Linked DNA regions of Macaca mulatta: region 1 is linked to region 2. Evidence: chromatin contacts called from public Hi-C data. All regions are on one chromosome and are shown on one strand. The core of a region is the stretch at or near the end of the contact, and the rest is flanking DNA. Distances in the headings are between cores, read along the strand shown.

Region 1 (5,888 bases), core at 159-2,658, 51 kb after region 2:
GCCTATGAGTGTTTCAAGGGATAACCCAGATGTTTTTAAACTTTAAAAAAAAAATTTTTTTAATACAAGGTCTTTCTCTGTTACCCAGGCTAGAGTACAGTGGCATGATTATAGCTCACTGCAGTCTCTACCGCCTGATCTCAAATGATCTTCCTGCCTTCATTCCAAGTAGCTGGCACTACAGGCACACGCCACCACGCCCTGCCAATGTTTTATATTTTCAGGAGAGACGGAGTCGCACTATATTTCCCAGCCTGGTCTCGAACTCCTGAGCTCGAGCGATCCGCCTGCCTCGGCCTCCTAAAGTGCTGGGATTATAGGCGTGAGCCACTGCGCCCGGCCTAAAATGCATCTTAAGAGGCACTGTTCTATTTCTACCATCTCGAATAGTATTTGGCCAACTCTTTCCAGCTGTGTCCTGAATTCAAAGTGGAAAAAGGAGAAGAAAATTATAACAGGTCTCACAATCTCTGATTCTATTCAAACCCTGACGATTTAATCTTTCGCTGAACTAGGTTACAGAATCTTTCGAAAGTCAAATGGAGCTTCGGGACGGGCCTGCCTATGACGTGCACCTTGGATCACCTTCCCCAGGGGCACCTGCCTAGGTGCGGGCTAGGGCGACTCAGTCCTTTGTTCCCACTGCGAGGGTTGGGGAGAGAAATGGGGGAAGCCGAGGCCGAAGAGCCAGCCTGACTTCATTTCCACAAATGATTCCGGTGACCTCAAGTTAGGGTATGAGCCACTGGAGTGCAGGGGACGGGCAAGAGGAGAATCTGGGGCAAGGGGGACTTCATTTTGCCGCCTAAATTCGGATGACCAGGCCTAAATTCGGATGCGTCGCCATTTCCCACAGGGAAAGGCTCCGTGCGGCTATCAGTTCACATTCCTCCAGCCGAGTGCAAGCGGCTCCGCTCTCCCTCGGCGTCCGCGGACACCTGGGCACTGCTCCCCCGAGCCACGCAGCAGCCCGGGCATGGCCGGGGTCTGGCGGAGGGAGCGCCGTGCTGCGCCCGGGAACCCGCCGGGGCCTCCTAGGCCGGGTCCCGCCTCTGCTGCCCCCTGTCGGCTGCCCGCGAGCCGGGGCGCCCTGAACTCTCCGCGCCTGGGCCTCCGCGGCTCGGTTACCTCTTGGGGACATCAAAGGCGCGGCAGGCGGCGGGGCGCGGCGGCTCCCCACACTTCGTTTTCCCATAGCGTATCAGGTCCTGAAAGATCGCGCAGCCCGGGAGCAGGCCAGGCGGCAGGAGCTGCAGCAGTAGGGTGAGCAGGAAGGCGGCGGTCAGCGTGAGCCACACCGCGCGCAGCGGGTTCAGCGCCGAGAGCTCGGCCTCCGCCCAGGGAGCCATGGCCCGCGTGCCCGCCTTCCGAGCTGCTGGCGCCCCCACCGCCCGCTTGTCCGCGGAAAAGCGGCCACTGGCGCGCCGCGCGCAGGTCTCAGCCTAGCGGGACGTCGGTGACGCGGTGCGGGGCGGGGACGCGCAGAGCCCCTCCTGGAGTGGCCGCTCAGCCGCGGAGGTCCTTGGTCCCGGTTGTGCTGGCGCCGGCTGGTCGCTCGCAGTCCCTAATCTGGATATGGAGACGCTTAGATGGATTTCGAGAATATGATTAATCAGAAGTAAAGACGCAAAACAGATGAGACCACGTGTCTGCCACTCTTATCAGCATTATCTCCAAGGCAAAAAATGGAAACCTTACATGTTCCACTTTATTTAGCTAAATTGTGCTACACTAACATGTTAGAATATCATGCAGTCATTGAGAATTATTATGACGAGTGTAGAAACACAGAAAGCTGTTTAGGAAACAGTATGTGAAGTGAAAAAAAAAACCAGATGTAAAAATACATAGCTATGATTGCAAACAACTGTATTAATATGAATGTTTGTATATATGGATAAGGCAGATCACACAAAAATGAATAATCGTGTTAGGATGTTGGAAATGTGTTGCATATGTGTATAATGTAAACATGTAGACAAGTAATTGCACGTAATAATAAAAATTATAGTGGTAAAAACTGTGTTTAAAAAACAGCAGTCGCTTCCCAATAGGGTTTCAATCCTTAAAAGCAAAGTTTTTAAATTCCATCAGCTGTTTCCTGTAACATTTATCTCAGGTAGTGACAATGCTATTTATTGACTCACTGATTTTAAACAACACTGATTTTATTTACTATAAGTGAAAATCTAGCTCTTTTAAGTATTTAAAAGCCTTTAAAATGTTAATTCTGAAATATTGTATGCCTACTGTATGACAGGCATCATTTTGGATACTGAGGACAGAGGGGTTTACAAGACAATTGTCACTGCCTATTTGGAGCTTACATTTTTGAGACTGGGTGGTGGGTGAGAAGTGGAAGAGGGGAGAGGTAGCCAACTCATCACCCTTACTCCAATGAGATAGCCGATGTGTGTGTTGAATAAATATCAGGGTGGGTAGGTTAGTGGGACTTTGGATTGTTAAATGAGCAAGCTTTTAGAATTTTGCTTCTTTGTGCAACAACACCTAAGGCTTTACCAATCCTTTGACAGCCAGGTGATAAAGGATGGTCAAATTGGTATTCTAGCTAGGACAATGAAGCCTTATTGAGTGATCCTGGATCTCTTTTGCAGGAGTCTCCCTTTCGCTGTTTCTTTCCTTTTTTTTTTTTTTTTTTTCTTTTTTTTTTTTTTGAGACGGAGTCTAGCTCTGTTGCCCAGGCTGGAGTGCAGTGGCCTGATCTCTGCTCACTGCAAGCTCTGCCTCCCAGGTTCACACCATTCTCCTGCCTTAGCCTCCTGAATAGGTGGGACTACAGGCACCTGCCATCACACCCGGCCAATTTTTTTTTTTTTTTTTTTTTTGTATTTTTAGTAGAGACGGGGTTTCACTGTGTTAGCCAGGATGGTCTCGATCTCCTGACCTCGTGATCCATCCGCCTCAGCCTCCCAAAGTGCTGGGATTACAAGCATGAGCCACCGCACCTGGCACCACTTCACTGTTTCTTTTTTTTTTTTTTTTTTTTTTTTTGAGACGGAGTCTCGCTCTGTCACCCAGGCTGGAGTGCAGTGGCCGGATCTCAGCTCACTGCAAGCTCCGCCTCCCGGGTTCACGCCATTCTCCTGCCTCAGCCTCCCGAGTAGCTGGGACTACAGGCGCCTGCCACCTCGCCCGGCTAAGTTTTTGTATTTTTAGTAGAGACGGGGTTTCACTGTGTTAGCCAGGATGGTCTCGATCTCCTGACCTCGTGATCCGCCCATCTCGGCCTCCCAAAGTGCTGGGATTACAGGCTTGAGCCACCGCGCCCGGCCTCACTGTTTCTTTATTGTTCTTAGGTTAACTCCCTGGAAATGCAGCTGGCTTTTCCATGATCTCTTTCTTTTCAGAGAAGCTACTTGTAAGTGCATTGCAGGGACTCAGTTTCCTAGGTAGGAGTTTCTCTTAACAGTTGTCTGACCTGGGGGAGGATTGAAAACAAGGTAGGAGTGTGTGTGTGTGTGTGTGTGTGTGTGTGTGTGTGTGTGTGTGTGTGTGTGTGTGTGTGTGTGTTGTGGAAACAGGAAGGGTTGAGGAGGCTGGAGGGGAAAATTATCCCATATATTTTTTTGATTTTTTTTTTTTTTTTTTTTTTTTTTTGAGATGGAGTTTCACTCTTGTTGCCCGGGCTGGAGTGCAATGGCACGATCTTGGCTCACCGCGATCTCTGCCTCCCAGGTTCAAGCTATTCTCCTGCCTCAGCCTCCCGAGTAGCTGGGATTACAGGCACGTGCCACCAGACCAGGCTAATTTTGTATTTTCAGTAGAGACAGGGTTTCTCCATGTTGGTCAGGCTGATCTCAAACTCCCGACCTCAGATGATCGGCCTGCCTCGGCCTCCCAAAGTGCTGGGATTACAGGCGTGAGCCACCCTGCCTGGATATTTTTTAGATTATAATCAGCATGCACAGTTTATATTCAGAGAAGCCCCCTGTAGATGGCAGTGGCTGAACAGAAAGCCATAAGCTACACCCTCCCGGGAGTATTTGTGAATGTAAATCCTGACTGGAGTGAGTTAGTTCGAAAGTGGAATACCAGGCTAACATCTGTTAGAAAGATCATTGCTAATAAATATCAGTGAGCATTTTTTTCTTCATTTAATTAACTGCACTACATGTTCAACAAACTACTGGTCTTGCCTGCAGTAAATGGCAAAGCCATTTTTCCAGTTGCTCAGGGGAAAAACGTTGAACTCAGCCTTGATTCCTTTCTGTCATAGTCTAAATACAGTCAGTCAGCAAATCCTGTTGGCTCTACCTTCAAAATATGAATCTAAATTCAATCACCCTTAGAGTCAGTGCTTTAGGTCACAAGCCATCTCAATAAATCAGAAAAAGAAAGAAAACATATAAGGACTACTAAGTAAGAAATAACACTGTCATTATTTGACGATTATATGAAACTCCAATAATAGAAACTCCAATGGCATGCACAGATAAGGTATCAGAACTAGCAGGAGAGTTTGGGGAGGTTGCTGGAGATAAAAATCTGTTCATAAATATGATTTCTATTTCCCCGCAACAAACAGGAAATTGTACATTTTTATTTCTCAGCAACAAACAATATATTGTATGTTTCAAAGATACAATTCACAATGGCATAAAATATATGTCTAGGAGTAAATCTAATAAGGATATAAAAGATGTTAGAAATACCAAAATTGTTAGAAATAGATCATTGGTGCGGCAAAGAAAAGTCGGCACAGAGACAAAAGATCCCTCAGCAAGGCCATCTTTACTTTCTGCAGAAAGGGCGTTCAGTCGCAGATGGAACCATGGTGAGAGCACCCTTGAACAAAAGAAAATGAGACATAAATATTTATCCCTTACGCATTTGGGTTATCCTTACTGCTGTGTCCTGCATCCATTGGCTGGAGTGGGACCTCACAATCTTTTTTTTTTTTTTAGGACAGAGTTTGGCTCTTGTTGTCCAGGCTGGAGTGCAATGGCACGATCTCCGCTCACCGCAACCTCCGCCTCCCAGGTTCAAGCAATTCTCCTGCCTCAGCCTCCCTAGTAACTGGGATTACAGGCATGTGCCACGATGCCTGGCTAATTGTGTATTTTTAGTAGAGATGGGTTTCTCCATGTTGGTCAGGCTGGAACCTCACAATCTTAAATTGATACCTGATTTGCTAATAACCTGAAACTTTTCTGAATAGGTAAATGCAGGGAAGAACAAAGAAGTTGCTTACGAAAGGTGTAAGGAAGCAATAACGTTTCCAAATAAGGAAGGGGCATAGGCTGTGAGCTGGAACCTGCCTGTGAGCACGTCCAACAGTTACATAGGATAGGACTTAACGAAGAGTTATTGGCACAAAGCAAGGAGGCTTGAAGAAAGTCTTTAAAAGAAACTATTATTTCTAACACTTATAATTTATTCTTTAACAAGAAGGAAATCTTTAAAGAGGAAACTTTTTACTTTCTACAATCCCTCCTCTTTTAATTGTCCTCTTCAAACTTGATTAACATGTGTTGGCTTAGTTGTTTTGATTAACTCCTGGATGTGTGGTACAACATAATACCTAAGATGAAGGAGTAGAGTACACTTATTATAGTTGTTAAAGAGGTAAGAATCGAGGCTACAGTTTTTTTCTTTTTCTGTTGATGAAATGTCAAGGTAAAAGGGATAGCCAATTGAACTAAAGTGTAAGTACTGCTCTAATTATTTGGCAGAGTGTCCAGTAAAGGTCCTCTATAATACCACCATACATCCGCTCAGCAATGAGTAAGGGCAGACTGATGGATCAGCTCTTGGAAGTGCCTGACTTCACTGCATCCTGTTAAGTCTCCAAGGAATGCCAAAATTTTCCTCTTGTCATTAGAGACACAAGGTAAAGTTGGTTTTGGAAGATGGAGACTGGATGGCCC
Region 2 (6,385 bases), core at 559-3,058:
AAAGGAAAAGGAAAAGGAAAAGGAAAACGAAAGGAACAGAACGGAAAGAAAAAAGGAACAGAAAGGAGAAAGGAACGGAAAGGAGAAAAGAACGGAAAGGAAAGAAGAAATGAAAGGAACGGAAAGGAAAAAGGAACGGAAAGGAGAAAAGGAGAAAAGGAGAGAGGAGAGAGGAGGGAGGAAAGGAAATGAAAGGAAAGGTCAGAGATAAATCACTCTTAACCAAGAAATTTTAGGGAAGGCTTCACAGAGAGTAGGTATCTGCTGGTTCTCCAAGGTGGGAAGAATTGATTTGTGGCTTCAAACTCTAGGTCTTTTTCTTTGAAAAGGTCTTCTGTTAGGGAGAAACTGGCAAGAGAGCACAAGGCCTGTCCCAAAGGGTTCTTGAAGCACATTCTTTTTTGCAGATGAGCACATCCCTTTAGCGTATGAGCCAAGAAAGCGGTGGCCAAAAAGCCTGGAGGTGAGCTGGAGCCAGATCAGGAGAAACCTGAACATCACTCTCCTAAAAAGGCTGGACTGAAATGAGTGCAGGCAACTCACCGAAGACTTCTGACAAGATGGCAGAATTCAACGTTTGGGAAGATTAGTTACGTGGAGATGGCCTGGGTGGGAGTGGGGGTTTGAGTGCCACACTGGCCAGGATTCAGGGAGCAGATACTGGAAATGACGCGAAAGCCCACGACTGGGAGAGAGAAGAAATGTTAAAACGCTGCCAAGTGACTAAGGACTGATTCTATTAACAGATTAAAAAGTTAATTTATAGTATCTATTCAGTGAAGGACAAAATACAGGATTCTGTTTTACTTATAAATGTAGTTTTGACATCCCACACCGCTGCAGGACGCTGTACTGCCGGAGACCAATTCCTCTGCGTTCCTAAAGGGTACTTCCTGCTAGCCAAAGCACGTTTTAAAAAAGTGAGAGTCATGGTTCATAATCCATATTTATTTGGTAAGAAGCACAGGCAGTGCCAAGTTGAATTTGGGTAAGCAGTTTGGGATAAGCTATTTCAACAATGAAATGGCCGATGTGATGATCCTCAGGGAATACAAAAAGCCTCCTAGCAGCCATCTGTTAAAAACTTTTTGGTAGGGATGAGTCTTTCCAGCTACTCTAAGACACATCTGATCAATAAAACGCCCATCCCTGAGCAGCACCTTGGTCCTCCGGAGATCAACGTTTACAGCGGGCTCCTCTTGGACTCTCCCTCTCCCTTTCCCTAAAGGAGCGGGCAGGACCAGGCCTCACCGGAAAACAGCGCAGCCGACCGCCCTCCACCCCGGGAGCAGGGGCCGGGCTCCCCTCCCCCAGCAGAGGCGGCGGAGGGCGGCGCTCTCAGAGGCCTGGAGCCTGGTACCCGGCGCAGCCGGCCCCGCAGCCTCGCCCGCCCCATCCCCCGCCGCCCCGGCCCGGCCCGCTCACCTCGACCCGGGCCGGCTCGGGGCCCTGCACGGCCACCGGCTGCTGCTGCTGCTGCAGCTGCTGGGCAAGCGCCGGCGATACTTTGTTCCGGTGGCTAAGGTCTTCATCCGGGCCGGCCCGGACCGCAGCCGGGGCCCACAGCAGTGGAACCAGAAAGAGCAGAAGCAGCTGGGGCGCCGATGCGCGGCCGTTCCCTGGGGCCGCGGCCGCCATCCCGCCCGCCGGGCCGGCCGCGCACGGGCACCGCAAGAGGAAGTGCGGCGACAGGAAGCCTCGACCCCGAACAGCCTCCGCGGCGCGTCCTCACGACTCGCCGCCGCCGCCGCCGCTTAGAGAGCAGTCAGCACCATCCGGGAAGTGCAAGCGGCGGGAGTAAAGTGAGGGGCAGGCCCCAGTCCTCTCAGGCGGCGGCTACACTGGAGTCAACCAACCGACTCCGCGCGACCCAGCCCAGGCTCCTCTCGGCCCCGTCCCTGCCCGCGACGGCCTCCCATTGGCCCGGCGTCCGCCTCGGCGTCGTGACGTCCTCGGCCAGGTTGAGGAGCGGCGCGCGCCCTCCTCCCATTGGACCCGGCGCTCCCGGCAGGTACCCGGCACCGCGTGTCCTTCCTCTGCTCGCATCCTACCCGCGCCGCGTCCCGGCCCTCCTTTCTCTGCCCCACAGTCCCAGGACTGCGGGGCTCTTCGCGTCTGCTTCGTCCTGAGCCTTCCGCCGTCATGTCCGCACCCGCTGTTCCCTGCGCTTAGTCTCTCTTAGAGGTCAAATTAGCGCGAGCGCCTCTGGTTACGTGGCGCTGGCTCGCAGGCACCGCCACGCCCAGCTCTGTTCCGCTCTCCCTTGCCGAGCGTCTGTGCCACCCCTCCATGCGCCCACCTACCGCCAAAAACGTTCTTAGGAGCTCAAAACGCTATTTTTTTTTTTTAAGTTCTGAAATGGGATTTGGAAATAACATGACATTTTTCAAGCCTTGTTTTAAGATACTGCCTATAATTATCCCAGACCAAAAATGGCTAACGTTGCCCTCGTCCAGTATGGCCTTGACGTTTTGGGTGCATCTTGTTTTGTGTTACTCCTTAGACCCTTTAAAAATGCTGGGCTTTTGAAATGGACTGTTTAAGACTTTTGCAGGATGGAGCTTTGGGTGAGCAAGACTAGAAGACAGGAAAGGATGGTTGGTTAGGCTTGAGAGTATTTTTACGTCTTCCCAAAAGAAAAGTGAGCTACCATAAGTTTGACTGAGACCGAGTCCCTAATAAAAATCGGTAGTGCTAACCATGTGCCAGGCACTAATCTAATATTACACATATTTACATACAGTAAACCTGTACTCAGTAAAGAGCTAAGGAAGTTTATCACCAACTGAAACAAAAAATTAATTTACCAAAACAATCTGTGGGAAAGTGGGCGAACCTACTTTGAGTTCACCGAAGATACCGTGTTTGTCATAGGATAGTAAAATTTCCGTCTATGTTTTTTTGTTTTGTTTTTCGGGTTGTTTTTGTTTTTGAGACGGAGTTTCACTCTTGTTGTCCAGGATGGAGTGCAATGGCGCCATCTCAGCTCACTGCAACCTCCGCCTCCCTGCAACCTCCGCCTCCCAGGTACAAACGATTCTCCTGCCTCAGCTTCCCGAGTAGCTGGGATTACAGGCATGGTCCACCATGCCCGGCTAATTTTGTATTTTTAGTAGAGATGAGGTTTCTCCATGTTGGTCAGGCTGGTCTCGAACTCCCGACCTCAGGTGATGCGCCCACCTTCTCTCAAAGTGTTGGGATTACAGGTGTGCGCTTCCGGTCTCCGTCCATGTTGCTCTGTCCGCAGTTCCCCTTGTAAACTCCTACTCATACTTCCAAACCCTATTCAGGCCTCCACTCTCAGAAGTTTTCCCTAACACCTGCCCTTACAGAATTTGTCACTTGTTCCTTCATGTTATAGCTTTATGCATGCTTCTATTATTGTGTAAGTAGGATGCCACCACACAGTTTGGGGGTGTGTTAAAAGAAAAACCTTAGGCAAATTAACAGCGTTTAATCAAGCAAAGAACCCAAAGAATGATTTGCAAATCAAAAAGACCCCAAACCAAAGTAAGTTCAGAGAGGCTCCAGTCCTGCCGAGTGGTCGGAAAAAATAAAGTGACTTACAGAAAACATAATTGAGGGACCAAAACAGCTGGATTGGTTATAGCTGGGGTTTGCCTTATTTGAACACGGTTTGAACAGTTGGACACTTGTGATCGGCCAACACTCTGTGATTCGTACAAGAATAGGTTACAGTCTGTTTACACACCCAGTTAGGCTACAGTTCACTAGGTATGGGGAAACCTTTAGGCTGAACTTAAAATACGTAAGGAGGCAGCTTTACACTAAATTTAACAGATGCAACTATCATCCCTGGAGTGCAAATGTTTGAGCTTTCATAAGCCAGTAATAACATAAAACCCAGAAGCCCAAACTTCTTCAACTACCTCCCTTTAATCATACAGGAATTGCTGTGCTTAAAAGGGGCCTGAAAGGGTGGCTTGAGGTCCCAAGGGAGGGACCTGAAGGGAGCAGCTTAGACTAAAGACAGAGCCAGAAGGGTGAATGTAGCAAAACTGGCTGTGTGTCCCTCATTGCTGAAAGCTGCTTTGTTTATTTTGTAGGATGGGCTGCCCACACTCCAGGGTTGTCTCAGGAAGGACTCCTGGCCAAATTCAGTCATCTCAACATATGAGGCAGTGAGGACTTCTGGGCTACAGCTGCAGGATGCTGAAGCACTAGCTCCTGAGTGTGCAGTGGCTCAGGGGCAAGGCAGCAAAGCTATTTGGCAGAAGATGTAACATAAATGGAGATAAAGCATTGGCGAACTGGCACAGTGGTGTCAGCAAAGCATCAGAGTCTTACTCTGGGCCAGAGTAAGACCTTTCTAGCCTGCCCCAGTGTCACCCTGATCCAAGGGCCCTCAGGTGCTGCCAGGCTCGGCTCTAGGTGTCTGATTCTCATGAGATTTATTTCTGTTTCCACACACATCTACCTCCTGGGGTCAGTGCTCAGGCATGCTAAATCAAGGCTGATTCTAGTTTTCACCACTTGAGAGTTTAGAGCCATCATCCTTCTAGTCCTCATTGGTGACTAACTCCCTTAAAAAAAAAAATTTAAAAACTGTAGGAGCTTTCCTGATACCTTTCTTGAAGAACAACTGAAGCTACTTATTTGACCCCCTACCCAATAAGGATGTGGGTGACTCAACAATTCCAAGATGATTTTTTTTTATCATAGCCTACACTGATACAGTCTTACTAAAATGTAACCACTGTCAAGCATCCTATGGAAAGAAACACTACTACATGTGCATTACATTGTATTTTATTTTATTTATGTATATATTTTTGAGGTAGAGTCTCGCTCTGTTGCCCAGGCTGGAGTGCAGTGGCGTGATCTCAGCTCACTGCAACCTCTGCCTCCCGGGTCCAAGCAATTCTCCTGCCTCAGCCTCCTGAGTAGCTAGGATTACAGGCATGTGGTACCACGCCTGGCTAATTTTTTGTATTTTTAGTGGAGATGGGTTCACTGTGTTAGCCAGGATGGTCTTGATCTCCTGACGTCATGATCTGCCCGCCTTGGCCTCCCAAAAGTGCTGGGATTATAGGTGTGAGCCACTCCACCCATCCTATATTTTATTTTTTATTTATTTATGTAGAGATGGAGTCTCGCTCTGTAGCCCAGGCTGGAGTGCAGTGGCACAATCTCGGCTCACTGCAACCTCCACCTCCCAGGTTCAAGTGATTCTCCTGCCTCAGCCTCCAAAGTAGCTGAGACTATAGGCACCCGCCACCATGCCTAGCTAATTTTTGTATTTTTAGTAGAGACGGGGTTTCACCATGTTGGCAAGGCAGGTCTCAAACTCCTGACCTCAAGTGATCCACCCACCTCGGCCTCCCAAAGTGCTGGGATTGCAGGTGTGAGCCACTGCGCTGGGTCTACACTGTATTTTAATGTCTTTTTTCCAAAATCCTTACTAGGCCTTAAGCTTCTAGATGGTAAGGTTATGCCTTTTATCTTTATATTCCTAGCACCCGGTAGATTATATAAGAAGGTAATAGGAATAGTTAGTAAAGTAGTAGTAAAACTTTATTGAATGCTATTCTGATCCAGTCAGAGCACTAAGTGTGTTACATGAATTATTTCTGTCATCATTTTTGCAAATGAGAAATTTGAGACTTAGGTCAAGGAACTTTCCCCAAATTACACAGCTAGTAAGTAGCAGAATTATGCCTCATATCTGTTTGTTGAATTCACCTATGCTCCACTTACTGAAAATCTACTTTATGAAAATTTAAACATATAAGACCAGCCAATTAATTAATGGTGAACATTTTCGTTAACTGTTAGGGAACGCTGTTTCTCCACTCTAGGGTTCTATGAAAAGGACTATTTCCTGCCGGGTGTGGTGGCTCATGCCTGTAATCCCAGCACTTTGGGAGGCTGAGGCGGGCAGATCACGAGGTCAGGAGTTTGAGACCAGCCTAGCCAATATGGTGAAACCTCGTGTCTACTAAAAATGCAAAAGTTAGCCAGGCATAGTGGTGTGTGCCTATAGTCCCAGCTACTTGGGAGGCAGAGGCAGAAGAATCACTTGAACCCGGGAGATGGAAGTTGCAGTGAGCCAAGACCACGCCACTGTACTCTTGCCTGGGTGACAGAGAGAAGCTCTGTCTCAGAAAAAAAAAAAAAAAAAAAGAAAAGGACTATTTCCTGGCCTCTCTCAGTGCCTTCATCATTCCCCTCTGATGATGTAGAGTCCATCTAAGCAGTGTAACTGAGCATATTGGGCTCAGCTCCATTGCCTTCTTCCTCTGGGGAGATGGACACCTAAAGGAAAAGCATTATCTGCTGTTCTCTGCGGGGCTTGCCCCCAGCCCAGTGCTGCATGTAACTGGGTGGGAACAGCTCTTGATTCTGGACTTCAGTATTAGCCCAG

What was found. Hi-C and Micro-C count contacts between places; a contact is called where the count stands out from the background.
Region 1: a Hi-C map of cortical neurons shows a contact between it and region 2, with 3 times the contacts expected there. The contact joins the promoter of SRD5A3 here to the promoter of TMEM165 in region 2. A contact is called at or near these places in 4 of 14 Hi-C or Micro-C datasets (cortical neurons, fetal cortex germinal zone, fibroblasts and 1 more).

The regions. Positions count from the first base shown.
Region 1 is chr5:78,152,277-78,158,164 of T2T-MMU8v2.0, forward strand. It overlaps SRD5A3 (steroid 5 alpha-reductase 3), which reads right to left and starts at 1,409. Exons shown (of 5, transcript NM_001257949.1): 1 at 1,129-1,409. The coding sequence starts at 1,349.
Region 2 is chr5:78,101,092-78,107,476 of T2T-MMU8v2.0, forward strand. It overlaps TMEM165 (transmembrane protein 165), which reads right to left and starts at 1,809. Exons shown (of 6, transcript NM_001266322.1): 1 at 1,426-1,809. The coding sequence starts at 1,638.